Regions from separate parts of the Mus musculus genome. Here regions 2, 3, 4 and 5 are each linked to region 1. The links are chromatin contacts, called in public promoter capture Hi-C maps. All regions are on one chromosome and are shown on one strand. The core of a region is the stretch at or near the end of the contact, and the rest is flanking DNA. Distances in the headings are between cores, read along the strand shown.

Region 1 (4,226 bases), core at 682-3,181:
CCTTTAGAACAATTTACATTTCAATAGTCAAGAGAATCTTGATGCAGTATTTCTTAAAAGTCTATGATGAAGTTTCAAACATTTACATATTAAGGCTGAAGAGATGGCTCAGTAGTTAAGAGCACTTGTTGCTCTTACAGAGGACCCAAGTGACTCACAACTGCCCATAACACCAATCCCAGAGCATCTGGTGCCTCTTCCAACATCTGTGAGCTGCATGGTTGTGGTTCATGTACACTCTGATACACACAAAATAAAAAATAAAAAAAATTAAACACTCTTCCCAAACTCATCATATGTATGCTTAAACATGAAGACAGACTTTTTTGGCCTTTTCAGAAATCTGAGTAGTGTATTTAAAGAATTTTTAGTCTACTTGGATTTTTGTTTTTATTTTGTTGATTGTTTTGGGAGAAGGTATTTGACTGTTCTGGGAGAAGGAGGTAGGGATTGAATTCGGAACGCTCTGTATGCTTGGAAAGTCCTTCACCACTGCAGCCCACCTGTTAAAACATAAAAATTCTAGTTGACATTAGGAAAGATGGAAAATTAGTAGCTGAATTTCAACAAAACCCTTTGTATGGCTGGAAGCTGAAACAGATAAAAATGAGCATTGTATTAGTAATAGTAGTTGAAAATGCACTTCTTCCATTAGGATCAAAATCTTTGTGGGTTACCTTTTTCAGCTTATGACAGCTATTAAAGCCAAGTACAGAAATAACCTGAACACTGAATCAGATATTTTAATAAGTGTTTCACAAAGAATTAGCTTTTAAAAAACTAATGAAACCTAGTCAATCAGAGTGCGTTCACTAAATATTTTCAGTAGGGTTAATGGATTTTTTTATACCATTACTACTTAAAATCTCGTTTATTTTAAATGTCTGTCTTTGCTATAATTTTTAGAATTTGTAGATGTTTTACAGTGCCACAAATAGCAGAATTCTAATAAATCTTACATAACTGTATAGAGAGCTTTTCTTGGGTGTGGGGTGTTCAATAGTAACAAGTTTGGCGAACCAATAGCATAGGTAAAGGAGTTGGCGCTGTGGATGCTGGGTACATGGCACAATGGAATTAACTCAGCAGGCTGTAAGAGGACTAGTTTGCCAAAAGTCTTCATGAAAGACGTCTCACTGGGTCTTCATAATGGAAGGAGTGCGGTGAAGGAAAATGACTAATAGGAGATTTGTTTGGTCAAACACATGGTATTTACCGTCTGGGGAGATTACAAAAAAAAACATATTCAAAAGGACAGCACAGGTTGAAGCGCACCACAGCTCTGCTCTCAAAAGGCTCCCTCAGACTTGGCCCTGTAGGAGGATGACAGCAAGCCACCCAGAAGGGTGCAGGGGAGCACCTCTAAGTGTAGTGACCCCTCTTTAAGGGGCTCCAGGGGCTAGCTGATGGGCACCGAGGTCCCTAAGGAGAGTGGGGCGGCCACGAAAACATGACAGACGAGGACCAGAGCCTTGAGGGCGAAAGCCAGAAAGGCGATTTCTCTACAAGGCGCGTTGTTTACCAGCTCGAGGCCAAAGGTTCCTCAAGTGGGGCTGCAGCGGGGTCGCTGGAGACCAGGAAAGAGTCTGGGGACTGCAGGGCTGAAAGGGGGGCTTTGAACTGGAGCTCGTTCGTGACGCAGGGGCCTCGTCCCTCCCTCGGCCGACAGAGGGAGCCGGAGGATGGGAGGACCGGCTTCCCCGTAGTGAAAAGCGCCTACACCGGCTCTCAACCAGCGTAGCGCGGCGTACCCCGGGGCTGAGCAAGAGGTGAGAAGATCCCGAGCTCACGACGGCCGCCTGCATACCCCAGGCGCCAGACGCCGGGCCGCGCGCCCACTGCGTTGAATTCTCGCGAGAGCGGCGGCCGCCATTTTTCCATTGATTGCCGCGGGCCGGGGGAGGGGCGGCGGCGGCGGCGGCAGCGGCGGCGGCAGCAGCGGCGACGGCGGCGGCGCCCTGGGTCGGTGTCTGCGCGCTGGTGTCTAAGGCCTGAGCGGAGGCCTCCTCAGTTGCTGGAGCGCAGGCGGCTGGGAGGATGACTGTCGCTGCCGTTCTCTCCTGAGACACAGCCGCCGCCACCTCCACCAGGCCCCCGCAGGCAGGGCGGAGACGAGCGGTCGGAGTCTGAGCGATGGTGCCCGGCGAGGAGAACCAACTGGTCCCGAAGGAGGTGAGGGGCCGGCGGGCCAGACTAGGCCCGAAGCCTGCGGTCCGCTCGAAGTCGTGCAGGCCCCGAGCGGGAGGCAAGGCTAGGGCCGGGCAGGCGTGGGGCCGGGTGGACGGTGGGCGCGGCGGGCAGTTGGAGACCGCTGGTTCCCGGGGCCACGTAGCCGAGGGAGAGCTCCGGCTGCGAGGGGCTAACGCATCAAAGACTGGACCCGAGGAGTTGGGTTCTGCTCCCGGGGGTGGGGGGGAGTATTGCGGAGAGAAAGTGGCCTTTGAAGTCCAGACTTCACACACGTCGAGCCGAGAGAGTTAAGAGAGATCGTTTCAAAGAAAACATTCTGGAACAGTTGCCCGTGGGCAGGACGGGGTGACGGTGCTGCTTCTGGGGTTTGACAGCGTATAGCTTACGGGGCTTGTGAAATCGACACCTAAGTTGAGATCTGTGGGAGGGCAGACTTAACTGTTAAAGAGTTGTCGGTCTCCCCACCCCCCTCCCCCCAGCCTCCATTCCCCCTCCTGTTACTTCGTAGTACTATCGGCCAGCCTAAATGGGGCCTACCCAGGATCGTTGAAAAAGTAGTTAAGTGGGGCTTGAACGGGAGGGTAAGAGATAGCCGAGTTAATTTCACCATATGGAGAGACGAAACGTTGTTTTTGTGTGTAATTTTGGTCTTTTTCTGGTGTTGCCAACTTGGGTGACTTAAATTCTTAAAAGCGAGTGACATAAGACTCCCGGACTTCTTGGCTTCCCTTGAACAGTCAGTAGTAGAAGATTAAAGGTAGAATCCTGCACTGGCCAGTGGATTTCGACATATTAATAGTCCGTTGGCTTTATAAATATCCTCAGCATATTCAAACATGTATTTTTAACTGCTGGTCGTCAGGCTTAATGCTTTGGACTTTTATATCTCATATACCTTAAATAGATGCCAAGTGTTAAGTTGAAATTAGGATGGTAGGATCTTGATATTTATACACGATCATTTCGGATTCCTAAATGTTTAGGTTTTGTTTGTTTGTTTTTTAATTGTAGCAATTTGTTGCTACACAGACAACCCCTGGCACAATGCAAAGTGACTTTATTTTGTACCTGAATAGTTAAAATTTCCCATCTTTCCTTAGATGGATAATAAGTTGATTTTTAGGGTTTTGTTTTGCCGTTTTGAGGTAGGATCTTACTATGTGGACTTTGAAGTACAGACTTGGCTGGCTTGGAACTCACTTGTAGATAAGCTGGCCTGGAAATTCTTAAGAGGTTTCCCTGTCTGTCTCCCCCGATGCTGGGATTAAAAGTGTGTGCTATCAAACTCAGTGGAGTGCCTGTTTGCTGTTTAAGGCTGAGTTGTGTGTGTGTCAGTATTTTATCTGTCAGACATCTCTAAGTCTCAGTACAGCAGATAAGCACGAACTAAAGATCTTGCCTCTGGAACAGTTTCAACAACTGAGAGTTAGGAAGTCGGGAATGTGAGTCCTCCTATGGTCCAGTCCGGCATTTTGAACTTTGTACTAAGTAACAAGGAAGGAAGGAATAGGTTTTACGAGAAAGCTAACCTTCATTTCCTTTGGTGCTGGTTTCCAATCTTAAGAAACAAAATTAACCCTTAATTTCCAACATTTAGAAAATAGAACAACAAGTACAACCCTGCATAATATTATATTAATGACTCGGTTTGTAGAAGTCCTGATAGAGATGTGCACATATCCTGCTTTGCACAAACTTACCTGTTGTTTTAAAAACTGATATTGCAATGCTAGTTTCACCTCCGGGACGATTGAACTCTCGATTATCTGAGGAGATCTCCCTTATCAGATGAACCTAACTTTTTTTTCCTTCTGGATGTTATGCTTTATTTCCTGTTCCTGGCTTTCAGTACTTTATCCACAGTTCCTGCTTCCTGGGATATACACCGAAGTGCTCTTGAAATGCAGACTTTTTCTTTACCTAGCCAGATAGTGGTTTTGTTTGTTTGTTTGTTTACTTGTCAGCCTCACTCATTCTTCATTCACAGGTTGCTTCTACTTCCATATTTGCTTCTGAGTTAACCAGGGCTGTATCCC
Region 2 (4,226 bases), core at 1,160-3,659, 2.5 Mb before region 1:
CATGTATCACGTTCAAGGTCGTGGTCAGTGGGGAGGGAGAGGTGACCTAATGTCTTAACATATGGCTACTATTATTCAACTTTTCAGATAAAGAACTGAGCCTTCTCTGTTTTGTCAGGGCTGATAGACCTGAAGAAGCTAACTTTGCTGAACGAGCACAGGAACCATGAATCAATGGGCTGGTTGCCTAATGAGGAAGAAATGGAGCTGTCTAGAAAACCACAGCTGGACAAATTCCCCAAACACTCCCTCTACTCTAGAGATCAAACTGTCACTAAGACTACTGGGTAAGGTTCAGCCAGGTGTCCCGAGGAGAGGATGTAGCTCATCTATAACCAAAGCACTTGGCAAACTATTCAGAAACAGGATTCTAGTTCTGCTCTTTGCCCTGACTTGATACTTGCTCCAGGTCCCATTAAAATTCACTTAATGTTACCCTCTATTCCCAAGGCTCTTCCTAGCTAGCTTTCCTCCATTGATAGATCACGTCCCTAATGGTAATTTCTAAGTAATTTGGCTCATTCCTTGAACATATGGGACAGCAGCAGATCTCTTCTTAAATTTTGATCCCAACTCTCAAACCTCTCTTTCTGCTAGACTTAGGCAGTATATGATTAATGCCTGTGAGATGAAGGAGAGATGAAGATCAGAGTATTGTGAGGTCAAAAGGGAGTGGTCACTGAGACTAAAAACGGGGAATCTGGAGAGGGAAGGGGAAGGCTAGGTCCAGGCTCTGTACCCTACCAACTTTATAACCTAGGACAAGTCACCCAGTTCTGTGTCTTTTGTCTCATGAAAAAATGAAGCTAGATTTTGTAAAGTTCAAGGCGCTCTGAGGATGTTGGGGGTCTTACCATTGTGGCCTGGAGTGCTATTGGAAGTAGTAGAATACTAAGGTAGTTCCTCTATTCTTTAGAGTTCAGAAAGAGTTGGTCATGAGGGTACATGCTTAAAATCTCAGAACATGGGAAGCTAAGACTGGAGGATCAAAAGGTTAAGGTTAGGGAAATCAAGAGTGGTACTGGGATACTAGCAGTGAAGGCATGGGTAGTTCTAATATTTGTCCTTATAACAGAAAATGGTAGTCCTCAGCCCTCAAAGAAAGCTCTCTTTGCAACAGGCAGAAAGAAACTGATATAGAAAGCTATAACCAATCAAAATGCAGAGGTGTGAAGTCCAGTCCCACTGGATAAATCTGTAAAACAACCCCTCCACCTAAGGCGAGGGAAAGACTGTAAGAGCCAGAGATCAGAGGCTTTACTGTGAAATTGTGTGTCCTAGGAGTGTAAGAAGCCACACCCATAGTATCACCAACAGGACTGCCTGAATAGGAGCTGAACAAGGACAGCCATAGATATGCTATTACAGCCCACACGAGAAAGTTCGAGACCATCATGCCTAGCCAATCGATTAGGAGTGTAACTCCAGCAGTCAGGAGGTACAAGGCCAGCCTTGGCTTCAGAGTAAGACCCTGTCTCAAAACAAATACAAGATCTTGAGGAAATGGTGTGGCTAAAGTCAAACTGCCCAGATTGTAATGGACTAAACACCGAGCAAGAAGCTAGCAGACAGACAGGATTTGCCCACTCTGCTTTCTGAGAGTTTTGACTAGAATATTCTTTAGTTTAACGGATCAAGTAAGAAACAATAAAACAGATTAAGGGGTTAGAATCTTGTGCACAAGTGTACCACTTTTGTTAGCAAGCAGGCTACACGCCAGGAACTCATGGATTTAAAAGGAAAACAAGCAAAATTGCCCAGTCCTGAACCCTTAGAGAATCTGGGCTCTATCGGGAAGAAAAATGTAACTTGGCAATTAGAAGTTACAAGTGTGATAGTTCGAGTAAACAAGTAACAAAACAGGTCCAAGAAGGTCGACACGGAAAATACTTGTATGAGGAGCACGCTGGGCTGGGAACCTCGGGTCCAGGGGAGTAAAAGCATACCAGCCAGAGTCTGGAGAAAATTCAAATGTGATGTTTATACAAAATAGTTACAGAATCTAGATCCCTGAAGCACAGAAGGCTGTTCAAATTTGGCAGGACATGAAGAGAGGACCAGAGCAAAAGAGAAGGGCAGTGTCCCTTTAAGGGACGTCAGAGGCCCTGCGGAAGTCTTGCCGATGCTCTGAGCCACCGCCATTGCTGCCCGGAGACAAAAACCAACCGCACCAGAAAAGAACAGTGCACTCCGACGATGACCGGCCGCAGCGGCGCTCGACTAGGGAGGAGCTACCGGGGCTTCCGGGGGCGGGCGCCACCGGTTCACCCCGCCCATCCACACGGAAAGGAAGAGGCGGGCGCCGGGAGCCGTGACGTCAGGAGCCCTTCCCGAAGCCGGCCTCCTGGCCGGAAATGAAGCATTGGTCCCGCCCCCGCGCCTGCTACCTCGCGAGACTTCGTGAGCTCCTCCCTTTTCCCTTTCTGCCACCGCCATGGTAGGTCTTCTCTTGGCCTCCGCTCCATCGCGGAGGGTCGGGGCTCTGCTTCCCAGCCTTTCAGCTGCTTGCTATGGTCCTAGTGGGTCTCCATGGCTGGGCGTAGCCTGCGGGGCGGGATGACCCACTCGGGTGTGGGGCGAGGAACGTGGGGCCGCGTGTTCCGACCAGAGCTGGGATCGCGTGGACGTGCGGGCCCGGGCGGCTGAGCACGCTCTGAGTCCCGGCCTCGGCTTAGCCGGTGCTCCAGAAGGCAAGTCCTCGTGTGCAGGCCTGATCCGGGCAGGCAGGCATTGCTGCCCTCTCCCCGGTCTCCCCATCCTCTAAGCAGGCCTAACCACTTTGCTGTTTTTCCCACGCAGCCATCCAGACTGAGGAAGACCCGGAAACTCCGGGGCCACGTGAGCCACGGCCACGGCCGCATCGGTAAGTGTGCGCCTCCTCGGCGTTTGGCCTTTGGAGTTTTGTTGGAAAGTAGACATCCGTGGGTGGAAGGAAACACTTGCAGTTCCCCTACTTTATGTTGGTAGCGGGGTGAGAGTTAAACACATGCCGCTGGGATGTGAAATGCCGTAAATGTTCCTTCTATCCCCGAGTCTTGATAAATCGGGCTTAGAAACGGATGGTAAACTGAGAGCAGGAATAAGGGCATGTGAGCAGCTATAAGTCACACAAGTTGCTTTGTGTGCCGACAGGTAAGCACCGCAAGCACCCAGGCGGCCGCGGGAATGCTGGAGGCATGCACCACCACAGGATCAACTTTGACAAATAGTGAGTGTTTTGGAAGTGGGGGCTGAAGGGGTGAGTTAGGACGGTGTCTCCCTGGAAACGGGCTTCTTACCATTTGGTATGGCTAGCTTTAGCAAGTAAACGCTGCACTTGAACTGAGGGGACCTGTCCGAGGCTAGAGTCACGCTCAGGTATTGCTTGTTGCCTTAGTGTGCTTAAGTCCTCGAAGAATAACTGCTGACCTTATTCACTGGCTGTGTGGACTTTCTGGCACAGTCAGTCACCAGGTTAGTGACATATGTCAAGTTAACCCATTCAAAGTTACGTTGCACCCTATTTAGGGAATCCTTTAAGGAGTGGGGGTGCTACTGAGTGACCTGACTTTTAGTTCAAAAATTGTATCTGGTGCCTGCTGTGTCAATGTTTACAGTAGTGAACACTTACACTCACTAGGAGACAACTACAAAGATAAGTTTTCTCAGTGAGGCTCTGAAGATGGTTGCCTTCCCTCCCCAGTCACCCAGGTTACTTTGGGAAAGTTGGTATGCGGCATTACCACTTGAAGAGGAACCAGAGCTTCTGCCCAACAGTCAACCTGGATAAACTGTGGACATTGGTCAGCGAGCAGACACGGGTCAATGCGGCAAAAAACAAGACTGGAGTTGCTCCCATCATTGATGTTGTTCGATCAGTGAGTGAACTGACTTGCCATTCGTTTTAAAAGATTTTATGTATATGAGAACACTCTTCAGAGAAAAACAACAGAAAAGGGCATCGGATCCCATTATGTATGGATGGTTGTGAGCTACCATGTGGTTGCTGGGAATTGAACACAGGCTCTCTGGAAGTCCAGTCAGTACTTAGAGCTGAGCCATCTCTCCAGCAGCCTGCCTTGTCACTCTTAATGGGACCTTTAATACACGGTCTTATTTGAAAGCCAAACCTATATATACATTTGGCCATTACCTATTAGAAAATTTTAGTAGAATTGTTGCAGGTGATTGAATTGGTCACATGCTAATAACTCTTCCTCTGCTTGGTTCCCACTTGTTTCCATTTC
Region 3 (4,226 bases), core at 1,069-3,568, 2.3 Mb before region 1:
GGTATAACTGCATACAAACTGCTTGGAGACTCATGTAAAGAAAGGCACAATGATCCCTCCTACCTCTTCCTTCTATGAGGGAATGTCAACAGTCCACAGACACCGCGCACGCACATTTGCAAGCAAGAGCTAATGAAGATGGTGGCTGTTTTGCTCAAAGGACCACACGTTACAACACTCCCAACCCCACCCACCACATAGAAAATGAAGGGCTAGGGATATAGCTCAGTAGTAAAGCTACTTGACTAGTATGCAAAGGGCCCTGAGCATTTTAATCCCCAACAACGAAAAACTGAAAAAGAAAATGAAAAACAGAATATACTGTGATGGTATATTATATATTATTAAGTACATTGTATACATTTATATATTATTATATATTAATATATCATATTATTTGTATAATATATAATTATTACAAACCGTATATCTAATAAAGGGGGCCTATATTCAGAATTTGAACTCTTATTGCCCAATAATAATTTTTAAAAACCACAGACAAACCATATTAAAAAACAGACAAAGGATTTGACCAGGTATTTCAGCAAAGGGCACATAGGAACAGCTAGAAATAACAAGAAACGGTCTACAGCAGTACCGGTCACTATGGAAATCCTAACTGAAGCCCCAGAGACTGTCACTTCATACTCACACCAGCAGGAGAAGGACTGCAACACAAAAAGGCAACAAACGCTAGAGTGGACACGGAAAAGCGGCCAGTTGTGGGAATATAAAACTGTGCAGCAACTTTGAATAACAGCCTGGCAGTTTCATATCATGTAAATATAAATTTATAATACTCTCAAAATTTTTACTTCAAAGTTTCTGCTCAAGAGAAATGAAAATATTTAGTCTTAGAATGCATTATCAGAATAGGCCTCCAGGATGGAAATAGTTCCAAGTGATGAATAAACAAAATACAGTATATTCATATAATGGAATATTATTTATCCATAAAAAGGGATGACAATGTACTATATACTATAACTCAGACAAGCCTCAAAGTAATCTAAATGAAAGAGACCGGTCCAAAGGGCCACATACCATATGATTTTATTTGTATGAATCGCCAGAAAAAGGCAAATTTATGGGGATGTCAATCAGAATAGAGGCTACCTAGATCCTGAAGTTGAAGTGAGAATCATTCATCAATAAGAACTAGACTACTTTTTACTCATTTTTTATGTGTGTGAATGTAGTACATGTGTGCCAAAGAAAGTGTATGGAGGTCTGAGGACAACTTTTGGGAGTCCGTTCTCACCTTCTGCCATGTGTAAGGCAGGGTCTTGCTTGTTGCTACTGCTAGACTATATAATTCAAGGTGTCTAGTCCAGGAGTTCTAGCCAATTTCCTGTCCTCACCTCTTATGTCACTGTTGCAGGGTAGGGCTGACAGATGCACACTACAGATCCTGGCTTCTGGCATGGATTTCAAGGAATCTCAGGTAGCTAGGTTTGTGGGCAAATGTTTCTCTATTCACACTACTTAAGGACTGAGAATTCCTTTGTGTCCTGTGAGGGACCCACCCCGCACTGAGCAATGTTCCTTAAAGTGGAACTTTCTCCCCATTCACGCCCTGCTGCTCACCAGGGGGTGTCACTCCCGCTGAGACCCAGGGCTTTCACCATAGCCCCATGGTGTTCTGAAAGGTATCTGATCCATTTCTTACTTTAAAAAGTGATACGATTGATGCTTGAATGGTAGGTCCAGATCCCAGGACCAAAGAGACTGAAAGCCAGCCTGGTCTACATAGTGAGGGTTTGCACAGTGAGACTGTCAAAAACAAACAAACAAATAAACCTCCAACAAAATTGTGTGAATCTGTTCTTCCAAGGGAGGAATGAGGAAGCTGCAGGAAGGGAATGACGGGATTCCCCACTCACCACTCCACTACATCCTCTACCAACCTGCCAAGAAATACCTGCCATCCCCTGGAGTCTTACCAGTCCCCTCACCCACAGTTCCAAGACCTCCGTCTGGCCTCCATCCCCAGCCTTGAGAGTTCTTCTGACAGAATGCCCTTTCCCCAGCACTACCTCCTCAGTCGCGTTGGTCCGCTAGCCTCATCACCTCCTCACACAAAAGTGGTTCTGGAGTGGCGAGACCCCTGAATACGGTCCGCATGCACCTACTCTCACAAATGTTTTTAGCGCAACGAGTCACGGGATCCACACTGACCTGTCGCGGCAAGAAAGTCCTCGAACGACAACAAGCGCCCGCTTCGCGTCTGAAGCTGATTAAGGCTGGGCCCACGTGCCCCTCGACCCGGCCCCGCCCACACCGGCTCCGCCCATCGCCAGGCCCCGCCCACGGCGCGCAGCAGTTAGCTTGGCAACTGGCGCGAAAGAAGGGCCGCGGGAACACGGAAGGCGTGTCCGTGTGAGCGCTATGCGCGTGCGCCCGGAGAAGCAGGCCGGGTGAGGGGCTGTACCCAGGGTCTGAGAGGCGGAAGTGCAAGGGGCAGGGGTCCTGCCTGCTAGTTCCTCCCCACTTGGATTGCGCGATGCAGGCGAAGGGGGAGTTGGGGTCGCGGGGAAGTTGCCGCCCGGATCCGGGCCTAGTTGACTTGTCTGTGTATGTGTCCAGGGAGACATGGAATACTGTCTGGCGGCCGCGGCGCTGAACGGAGTGGACCGGCGCTCGCTCCAGCGCTCTGCTCGGCTGGGGAGGGAAGTATTGGAGCGCGCCAAGAGGAGGGCAGTGGACTGGCATTCTCCAGAGCGATCCAGAGGCAACGTGGGGGTCCTTTACCGCCAGGGCCCCTACCAGGAAAGATGGTCGGTCCCTGGTTCCCAGCGCCTCCTAGGAGAGGTGAGGCCGGGAGCTGGGGGACTGTCTAGTCATTCTCCGCCGCCACTGGGCGGGAGGAAGCCTCCCATGTCCAGAAGATGTAACGCATTGGAGCAAAAGTGGAAACGTTGTTTGGAAACTGCTTTTGACACGGTCTCGTATAGCCCAGGCTGGCCTTGAACTCTTGCCTACGATTTAGGTACTAGTATTAAAGAGGTTGTGTACAAGCACGGTGTGACCCAATTCTTTTTGAATAACAAAAGAATAGTAGTATTCTGCTTACTTATAACATAAAATTTCTTACCGGGTGTGGTGGTGCACACCATTAATCTCAGCATCCAGGAGGCAGAAGCAGACAGATCTCTTGAGTTCGAGATTAGCCTGTTCTACATAGCAAGTTTCAAGCCATCGTGTGTTACCTAGTGAAACCCTGTCTAAAGTAAATAAATACAATTCTTAGTGTGGTGCCAGAACTTGGGAGGTCGGGGCTAAGGATCAAGTACAAAGTCTTCCTAGTGTACATGTGATCTTGTCTCAAAAAATCATAAACAACAATAACAGTTCTTTCCCATTACTCAATAGTGAGTAAAGCCAGCCAACCAGTTATTTTAGTTCCTGGATAAATTGCACATCTAGTTTACAGAGTTGGATTTTTTTTTTTTTTTCTCAGCAAGATCCTTCTTACCAGTTTCAGCTTGCAGAAGCTTTCCTAAAAGTGAAAAAGGGCTATTTCTCAAATGATGTCCTTCTCCAGTAGGGGATTTGTAGGTCTCACCTATGACTTGCCATTTATTACAACAGAGAGAAGAAAGGTGCCCAACCCTTAGCTCTTCCTTCGGAGCAATGGCTGAATTCATGGACTATACTTCAAGTCAGTGTGGGGTAAGTTGGTGTGATCTGGACTTGGGAAGAATCAGTCATCTCTCCCAGGACCTATAGTCCTTCATGGGAGCAGATTATAATCAGTTACGTAAGCCAGGTGGTAATGCAAGCACATTGACGCATTTCCTAAGTCTAGCTGTTGAGGATAAACAAAGCACAAATGTTCTCCCGCCTCTTCTGAGTTTTCAGTCATGTGAAGGAGTATTGCGCTTCTTTGCTGAATCCCACAGTTACTTGATTTGAGGGTGTTTCCTTTTTCCTTTGAAATGAAGTGAAAATCTCCAGGATCACACCTGAATTGTTTTGTTTTCAAAATGTGCTGAATCCAAAACTTCAAGTCTGTTTGTTAGGGTTTGTTTTTTGTTGTTGTTTTTCTAGACAGGGTTTCTTTGTGTAGCCCTCCTTATATTGGACCTTGCTCTGTAGACCGGGCCAGCCTCGAACTCACCTAGATCTACCTGCTCCTGCCTCCGGAGTGCTCGGATTCAAGGCCTGTGCCACCACTACCTGTATGTTAGTATGCTAGGTCTTTACCTTCAGTGTTTGTTTCAGTT
Region 4 (4,226 bases), core at 598-3,097, 2.1 Mb before region 1:
CCGATATCATCCCTGCTGTCCTTCTGGGCCTCATTTCCCTCTCACATCCCATCCACCACCAATACCTGGAACTGCAATCCAACAACTACATCATCCACAATTCTAAAGTTAATCCTTATGAACCAGATGGCAACATCTGTCTGTACTTTGAGCTTGGACTACTCAGGCTAGAACAAAGGCTTAGCTAGGATCAGCCCATTCCTACTTCAGGGTGTTGTATAAGGCATCAGTTTCTCATAGTTTTAAAAGACAATCCAGCTTTATCATCTGAAGTGTGCACTCTTTTTTTTCCCCATAAGAAACAGTGGAATTCACCAGGCAGTAGTGTTGCACTCCTTTAATCCCAGCACCCAAGAGTCAGAGGCAGGCAAATCTCTGACTTTGAGGCCACACTGGCCTACAGAGTGTGTTTTAATACAACTAGAGCTACACCAAGAAACCAGTGGGGGGTTGGAGAGATAAGGAGGAGAAAGAGGAAGACAAGGAGGAGGAGGAGGAAGAAGAAGAATCGGAGGAGAAACAAACAAACAAACTGGAGTGACAAAAAAAAAAAAATCCAAGACTGGATGATCACTTTCAATAGAGAAACTGTACGGTGTTCAATGACTACCACATCGTGACAGAAAGGGGGAGAGGAGTTTCCCTCATCGAATCAGCATGACATAACTTTAAAGTCTAACACGACAAGCCTCCAACCACTGAAACCTGCTTACTGGCCACCCAAAAACTTTTCAAAACTGTTGCAACTCCAATGTGGGCGCGCAGGAATTCACCGGGGATTTTATAATTCTTACACCTTCAAGCAATGGGTGCCAAATCTCATCAGGGCCTCACTGTCACTCCCCCATCACTTCCTCTTCGAAAGATAACTTGAGAGGCATCACAACACTGCACAACCTGTCCAACTGGGACGCGCTGCCTTCATTCACAAATGACCCTCGCCTGGTAAAGGACATTAACTTAAAAAACAAACAACAACAACAACAACAACAAAAGCATGGCCCTGGGTACAAGTTCTTTTCTAGCGCCAAGAGAGAACCCGTTCTTGGTGTAACCCGGTTCAATTTGTCACTTCACGTCCGATCAAGAGGGGCAGAACTGTGAAGGAAAAGCCCGGGCCTGGCCTGCTCAGGAGTGAGTTATAACGGTTTTGAGGAACTGGTCTCGCCGGCTTCTTGGGAAGAGGCCAAATAAACTCATCAAGTTTTTGTTTTGCTCTTTTGAAAAGTCTGGGTGGGACTAACTCTCACTAGGAAGTGGGCTAACTTCTTTCCTCCCAAAAGGGTGCTAGAAGGCAAGCTTCCCTTCATTGTGGACTAAGCCCCTCGACCTCTGAGCGCACCCAGCGTCCGCGTCTCCCCAGGTTGCCGACGCGGCGACCACCGCGCGGGGGGCAGCAGGCCCGCGGGACCCGCGTCCCGTCTGCTCGCCCGACCCTCACTGGGCTCCCGGGACAAAGCGGGCCCCGCGGGCCCTAGCCCGGGCTCGCGCGCACTCACCCGACAGCTCGTCCGGCTCCAGCCCGGTCTCGGTGTCCAGCCCGCAGATGACAAAATAGTCGGCGAAGCGACTGGGCGCCGAGCCCCCTCCGCCGCCGCCGCCGCTCATGGCTCCGGGCCGAGCGGGGCAAGCCGCGCGGAGCCGAGCCCCCGCCCCCGGCCGCCCGCCCGCCCTCAGCCGCCGCTCCCTCCGCCGCCGCTACCGAGGCTCCGGCCGCCGCCCCCGGGCCTCGCCGGGTCCTAGCGGCCGCCGCTGCCGTGCCGGGGCAGGGGGGCGCCGGGCCACCCCGCGCCGCATCCTGGACGCTGTCCTCTGCACCGCGGCCTGAGCAAGCCTGAGGAAGGGCGGAGAGCGGCCGCCCGCCCCACCGCGGCCCCCCACCCGCCGCCACCGCGTGCGCACGCGCGGTCGGGGAGGGGCGGTCGTCGGGCGCAAAGGATGACGTGATGCTCTTTGGGCCCCGGGGGCCTGGGCTTCCAGAGCAGCCACCACAGAGTGGCCAGCGGTCAGCTGCTGGGATCCCGCGACTGCAGCCACCTCCACGCGACTGCGACACCCTTTAGAGAAATCGGATGCGGTGTGCGGAAAGAGTGGGCCATGGTGGCTCGTGCTGGCCGTGTCACCGGCATAAGAGCTGCAGGGCTGAACTGTGAAGCCCACCGAATCCTGCTCCTATACTGTCACCACAGAGCAGCTTCTCCTTGTCACCTCTCCTCAGTGTCAGCTTTCCCCAATAGATCTGAGGAAACTCTGTTCTTTGGAGAGAGTGGGTCAGCTTATCTTCTATTTACCTTTAATTTGCAGATAGGGAAACTGAGGCTCAAAAAATGCAAGAAACAACCCTACGCTTGAATCCTGCGCTAGCTCACTGCCCCGCACCCCACAAGCAGGGCTTCTTCCATGCACCAAACTCTCCCCCTTTCATGAAGCCCCAGAAGTCTCCCTCCCCCTTCACTTAGTTCTTTTCATGCTCACAGAATTCTCTGTCCATTCATCCATCTATCCATCACCCTTCATTCATTCATTCATTCATTCATTCATTCCTTTCTTCCTTCTAGTGAGAATTTGCTTGTAGAAGAGAAAGGGTGGCTGAACAGGTGAAACCTCCTGGTCCTTGTCTCTTGTCTAAAGAACAGACCCTCTGACTTCATTTTCTACAGAAGCTAGCCAGATGTGTCTTCTTTTGGTGGTTGGTTGGTTGATTGATTTGATTTGGTTTTTTTGGATAGGGTCTCACTTATAGACCTGTCTGACCCAGAACTTGCTATGTACCTGTATTACCCTGATGCAATACTCTTTCTTCTGCCTGCTCAGTGCTGGGCTTAAAGGCCTGCATCATCACACCAGGCTCAGGTGGGTCTGTACTGTAACATCAGAGGCCAAGGAAGAGAAACTGTAGTGGCTGCTAGCATGGGCTCTAGAAACAGTCCCCCAGTTTGAATTCTGACTTATAATGTACAATATGATATTGGCAACTTACTTATGTAATTTCTAGGTGCCAACAGGCATGATTTTTGTCAAAGTACAAAATAAATGCATGTATAGGTAAAGTGGTGAGGATTATACCCAGAACATAGAAGGCACTCCATAAATATTATATACATTGTCATTGTTGTTACAGAATAGTGTGCGCCAGGTTTGCTCTGGCAGGCAGCCAGCTAAGGACTATAGAAGGCAATTGGCTTCCCCAAGGGCTGAACCTGGGCTCTCTCCTGGGTTCTGTCCCAGTATTCCTCTCAAGTACTGGATCCCTTTGGGAGGTTGGTTGAGAGGTCACAGCCAACATCACTGGAAACCATAGCATCTGCTCCCTATATCTAACCTGAGCGGCTGGGAGAAATCAAGAGGACTGGGTAGCTTTACAAAGTCCATCTGAAGTGATGATACTATAACCCACATGCTTGGGACTCAGAGTCTGTGCAGGGGGCTCAGAGAGCTTAATAAAGCAAAGAAAAGAACGCCTTTTGGTGCTGGGTCACGGTCATGGAAGGCTTCTGGTGATTCTAAGGATCAAATGTGTGCCCACAATAAAGAGTGGAAAAGCCAGACATTTAGGCAGCACTGAGGAATGTACTAATATGGAAGATGGGAAAGCCAGGTATAGTGGCGCAAACCTATAATCCCAGCATTCTGGAGCCCAAGCAAAAGGAGTGTGAATGTGAAGCCAGCCCAGCCTTACAGTACAGATGGTCTAAAACAACAAAATAGCAAACAGAGACAGAGAATTAAAAGGGATTGAAAATAAAACAGAGAGGGAGAGAAGAGTTGGGGCAAGAAAGGTTTCAAATGCCAGGTGTACAGACCGGGTACAATTAAAGGATCACTCAGACGAAGATATAGAAGAGACTTGGGAAATTTTTCAATTAGAGAGAGAAAAGGTCAAAGAGTGATATGTGCAAGCCTTCAACCCCAGGGATGGATCTCTGTGAGTTCAAGGAAAGTTTAGTCAGAGTTCCAGCACAGCCAGGGATACAAAGAGAAACTTTGTCTTAAAAAAAACAAAAACAAAACAAAACCACAACAACAAAACTGTAAAAATAGAGAAAAAAGGAGGAGACTAAACTTACTCAGTTTAAAAGTCTAGAAACTTTTTATCTAGGCTTGCCAGCTGCTAGAAGACCTCTCTCACTCTCATACTAACTCAACACATGAAACACCAGTTGAAAACAAATCCGTGCCAGTATTCATTTGCTCAGAGGCCCAGAATACTCAACTGTAAAGTGATC
Region 5 (4,226 bases), core at 1,186-3,685, 2.0 Mb before region 1:
AATGTAATCAAAGGACTTATCTCCCTATATGTATCTCCCTGCATGTACAATTTGTGTGGGGGTGGGAGTGAGTGCAAGTCATCCAAAAGATGGCCCTAGGTACCCTGAAACTGGAGTTACAGATAAGCAGACATGTGCATGTTGGGAACTGAACCAGGTTTTCTCCAAGAACAGCAGTGTGCTTGCTTAGGCTTTCCAGCTAACCATCTGACCTGCCTCTCCACTACATATTCTTCTTACAAGACCACCATTTTGGCCATTAGTAGCAATGGAAGACAGCAGTGTGAGTGAGCTGCAAACAATTTAATGGCTATTTGTTCTAATCACTTCAGATGTTTGAGCTTCAAAGGCACGTAAAAGGATGAAATCATTACAGTTGCTGAAAAGCAATGAATAATGTTAAGCCATTACAAAATCAAAGAGCTTATATTTTCCCCTTAAAACTATACAGAGCCAAGAAATTTCAGGTTAGTGTACGAGACTAAAACAATTTATGAATGAGTCCCCGTATTCCTTAGTTACTTCGTTGGGTGTTTTTTGTTATTGTTTTGGGTTTTAGTTGGTTTGCTTTGAGACAGGGTTTCTCCTTGTAACATACCTGGCTGTCCTGATACTCTTGTAGACCAGGCTGACCTAGAACTCAATAGAGAGCCACCTTCCTCTGCCTCCAGAATAATAGAGGCAGGCCACCACTCCACAGAAGCTATGTTTAGGTGAACTGTTTTGTTTACACCCTTGCATCAACCAAGCAAATAACTATTCTCGTTTTAAAATTCAGATACTTTTTCTTTTTTGGTTATTTTGAGACAGGGTTTCTCTGTATAGCCCTGGCTGTTCTGGAACTCACTTTGTAGACCAGGCTGGCCTCGAACTCAGAAATCCCCTGGGATTAAAGGCGTGTGTGCCACCACGCCCAGCTCAGATACTTTTTAAAAGTTACAAATCCATCTCTGCAGGTGGTCTACTCCTTTAATCCAAGTACTTGAGAAAACTAAGGCTGGTGGATCTCTGAGTTCCAAATCAGCTTGACCTACAGAACCAAACAAGGTCTTTTAAAAAGTAGAAGGCAGGGAGGGGGCTGGTGAGATGGCTCAGTGGGTAAGAGCACCCGACTGCTCTTCCAAAGGTCCAGAGTTCAAATCCCAGCAACCACATGGTGGTTCACAAGCATCTGTAACGTGATCTGATACCCTCTTCTGGTGTGTCTGAAGACAGCTACTGTGTACTTACATGTAATAAATAAATTAAAAAAAAAAAAAGTACAAGGCGAAGGCCGTGCAGTGGTGGCACACGCCTTTAATCTCAGCACTTGAGAGGCAGAGGCAGACGATTTCTGAGTTCGAGGCCAGCCTGATCTACAGAGTGAGTTCCAGGACAGCCAGGGCTATACAGAGAAACCCTGTCTTGAAAGACCAAAAAAAAAAAAAACAAAAAAAACAAAAAAAAAAACAAGGCGGTAGTGTACGCCTGCACGCCTTGGATCCAAGTACTTGGGAGGCTGAAGGAAGCCATTCTTTGCCTTAGAGGCCAGTCTAATCTACAGAGCAAGGTCCTCCAATACAACCAGGGCTACTTAGCTTGAAAACAAATCAAACAATTTTTTTTTTTTAAGTTACAAACCAGGTTAAATGGAAACACAAGAGCTGAAAATGTTGTGTTTTTTTCGAGGCAGGGTTTTCTCTGTGTAACCTGGAACTTGTCTGTCTCCGGAGAACTGGATTAAAAGGACGCGCAACTACAACTACCACCGGCTAGAATCTGACACTTTCAAGTGGCACCTGGAAGGGCAAGTCTTTGCTCTTAATCACAACCTTAGTGTGGCTCTGTGACTCTACACAAGTCATGGAGCTGCATAGTCCTCAGTATGTTCATCTGTAAAACAATACAACGAAAGCTCAAGTCTCTCAAATACCTGTCTGGGTGGCCTGGATAACGAACCGGTCTATTTGGTGTCACAAGTCGGGGTCACCGCTTCCTTTGACTAAAGTCTATTGAGAAAAAACTAACTAGGAGGAGTCTAGCCCTCTGTCATGCTGGGTTCCCCGCCAAGTACAGGACTCTCTTGCTGAGATGCTTCGGTGCTGAAAGGTCCCTCTTTCCCTGCGACCTGCACCACGGGGTCCTAATCTTTAGGGCAGCCTCAGCCCCGTCCCGCAGGTCCACTCACCGTTCAGATGATCTTTGCTGCCAGGCGCGGCGGAACCCTGGGTCCTCACTGCCCGGTCCCCGGCTGGGGTCGAGTGCAACATTTCGGTGGGCGATCGATCAGCCACTCTGCCTTTCGCCATGGCTGCTGCGGGGGCCGCGAAGAGCTCCTACTGGTGCCGCGCCCCCTTGAATGACTAAAGCTCCTCCCGCAGCTTTCTTTCAACACCCAGGCGCGAGGCACAACTACTTCCGGCACGACCACCTCACCTGAGACGACCTCGAAAACTTGACACTCGGCGGAGCCTTCCAGAGATATCAGGTGAGGGCCCGCCCAGAACCGCCCACGAACCTCGCGCGCTCCCGCACGCCCAGTAACCGCGAGACAAGTCAGGGCCGACCCCGCCCCCTCCGGGGCCCCGCCCACCTCGCTGGTGTAGGGCGCATGAGCAATATCGCATTGGCAAGTCATGGGTCTGCGGCCTAAGGTCCGACTTCTCCGCGTAGCTTTCGTCACACGGAAGTGAGGCTCGAGTACTTCAGACTCTTTGTTCCGCCAACCGGAAGTGTCTGCGCGCGACTAGTTGGTGTTGGAGATTCCATTCGTTCCGCAGCAAATGGGTTACAAGCGCTGTGGAAGCTGGAAGCCTGTTCTTAAAATCGTGTAAAATTTAAAACATGAGACAAACGTACCTGAATCTCACAAAATTGAGACCTAGAAACAAAGAAGATCACAGAGTGACAGAAATTAGTTTAGAGTCCAAGGTTTTTCACTCACCTGTCCAAAGTAAATTCACCCTTACTCGCTATATTTTGGCGTTTCCTGAGCCAAGGCATAGCTTCTTGACAGTTTTTCTCCTTCTGCCCCTCATATCCAGCTTCTCACTGGTAAGTATATTAGAGTCACCTCTTCTTTAGGATTTTGCTTTGTCTTGTTCTTTTTTTTTTTTAAGATTTATTTATTATTATATCTAAGTACACTGTAGCTGTCTTCAGACAGACCAGAAGAGGGCATCAGATCTCATTACGGATGTTTGTGAGCCACCATGTGGTTGCTGGGATTTGAATTCAAGACTTCGGAAGGGCAGTCGGTGCTCTTAACCACTGAGCCATCTCTCCAGCCCTGTTTTGTTTTGTTCTTGCTGTCGATATAATCTTAGACCTTGGGCATACAAACCACACCATTCTGTTGCTGAGCGATGCCCCTATCCAATTGACATTTTTTTCGTTATCTTTTTTAAAAGCAGGTATCGAAGGTAATAGTGGGGAATTTCTTCGTGAAAGTAACTTAGCAGTGTATTTTAAAATTTGGACAAAAAGGGGGAGTGGGGAATTGGATTGTTCTTAAGCAGTAATTACACTTAGAAGAAATAATCTGATATCTAGAGAATTGGCAGCTCAGTGCGTAGAAGTATTTGTCTCTTAAACTTGACAGGCTTATTTCGGTCTCTGAGACCTAATAGCAGTAGGTGAGAACTAACTCTTGGAAGTTGTCCTCTGATTACTTTTTTTTGGGGGGGGGGGCGGTTTGAGACAGGGTTTCTCTGTGTAGCCCTGGCTGTCCTGCAACTCGCTCTGTAGACCAGGCTGTCAGGCTGACCTTGAACTCAGAAATTCCCCTGCCTCTGGCTCACAAATTCTGGGATTAAAGGCGTACGCCACCATAGCCTGGCGTCCTCTGATTTCAACATAACATTCAAGCACGCAGCAGTAAGTGTAGTGTTAATAAAATTAAAATTAAAAAGAAACAAAAAATCATTTTATAAAAAGTGAATACGTGACCGGGCATGGTGGTGCATACCTTTAATCCCAGCACTTGCTAGGCAGAGGCAGGTGAAATTCTGAGTTTGAGGCCAGCCTGGTCTACAGAGTGAGTTCTAGGACAGCCAGGGCTGTAGAGAAACCCTGTCTCGAAAAACCAAAAAAAAAAAAAAAAAAAGTGAACACCTGGGACTGGAGAAATGGCTCAGTGGTTAAGAGCTCTGACTGCTTTTCCAGAGGTCCTGAGTTCAATTCCCAGCAACCACATTGTGGCTTACAAATGAGATCTGATGCCCTCTTCCGGTGTGTCTCAACACAAC

The links. Promoter capture Hi-C pulls out the DNA fragments that hold promoters and counts their contacts.
Region 2: a promoter capture Hi-C map of pre-B cells shows a contact between it and region 1, with 6 times the contacts expected there. The contact joins the promoter of Rpl27a here to the promoter of Usp47 in region 1. A contact is called at or near these places in 1 of 39 promoter capture datasets (pre-B cells), 2 of 484 Hi-C or Micro-C datasets (B cells and CD4 T cells), 1 of 115 datasets of contacts at active chromatin or transcription factors (regulatory T cell precursor) and 1 of 9 other capture datasets (liver).
Region 3: a promoter capture Hi-C map of pre-B cells shows a contact between it and region 1, with 6 times the contacts expected there. The contact joins the promoter of Akip1 here to the promoter of Usp47 in region 1. A contact is called at or near these places in 2 of 39 promoter capture datasets (liver and pre-B cells).
Region 4: a contact with region 1 is called in a promoter capture Hi-C map of pre-B cells, with 4 times the contacts expected there. The contact joins the promoter of Dennd5a here to the promoter of Usp47 in region 1.
Region 5: a promoter capture Hi-C map of pre-B cells shows a contact between it and region 1, with 4 times the contacts expected there. The contact joins the promoter of Tmem41b here to the promoter of Usp47 in region 1. A contact is called at or near these places in 2 of 39 promoter capture datasets (liver and pre-B cells).

What each region holds. Positions count from the first base shown.
Region 1 is chr7:112,021,575-112,025,800 of GRCm38.p6, forward strand. Usp47 (ubiquitin specific peptidase 47) reads left to right here and starts at 1,932. Exons shown (of 29, transcript NM_001357952.1): 1 at 1,932-2,172. The coding sequence starts at 2,134. It also overlaps Gm3960.
Region 2 is chr7:109,516,786-109,521,011 of GRCm38.p6, forward strand. It overlaps Rpl27a (ribosomal protein L27A), which reads left to right and starts at 2,410. Exons shown (of 5, transcript NM_011975.3): 1 at 2,410-2,437; 2 at 2,800-2,863; 3 at 3,133-3,208; 4 at 3,683-3,857. The coding sequence starts at 2,435. It overlaps Snora3 (small nucleolar RNA, H/ACA box 3), which reads left to right and starts at 3,347; the gene lies at 3,347-3,466.
Region 3 is chr7:109,701,360-109,705,585 of GRCm38.p6, forward strand. Akip1 (A kinase (PRKA) interacting protein 1) reads left to right here and starts at 2,319. Exons shown (of 6, transcript NM_020616.2): 1 at 2,319-2,417; 2 at 2,587-2,811; 3 at 3,592-3,672. The coding sequence starts at 2,593. It also overlaps a transcript of Denn2b not described here.
Region 4 is chr7:109,958,575-109,962,800 of GRCm38.p6, forward strand. It overlaps Dennd5a (DENN/MADD domain containing 5A), which reads right to left and starts at 1,848. Exons shown (of 23, transcript NM_021494.1): 1 at 1,500-1,848. The coding sequence starts at 1,608.
Region 5 is chr7:109,983,795-109,988,020 of GRCm38.p6, forward strand. It overlaps Tmem41b (transmembrane protein 41B), which reads right to left and starts at 2,436. Exons shown (of 7, transcript NM_153525.5): 1 at 2,168-2,436. The coding sequence starts at 2,288.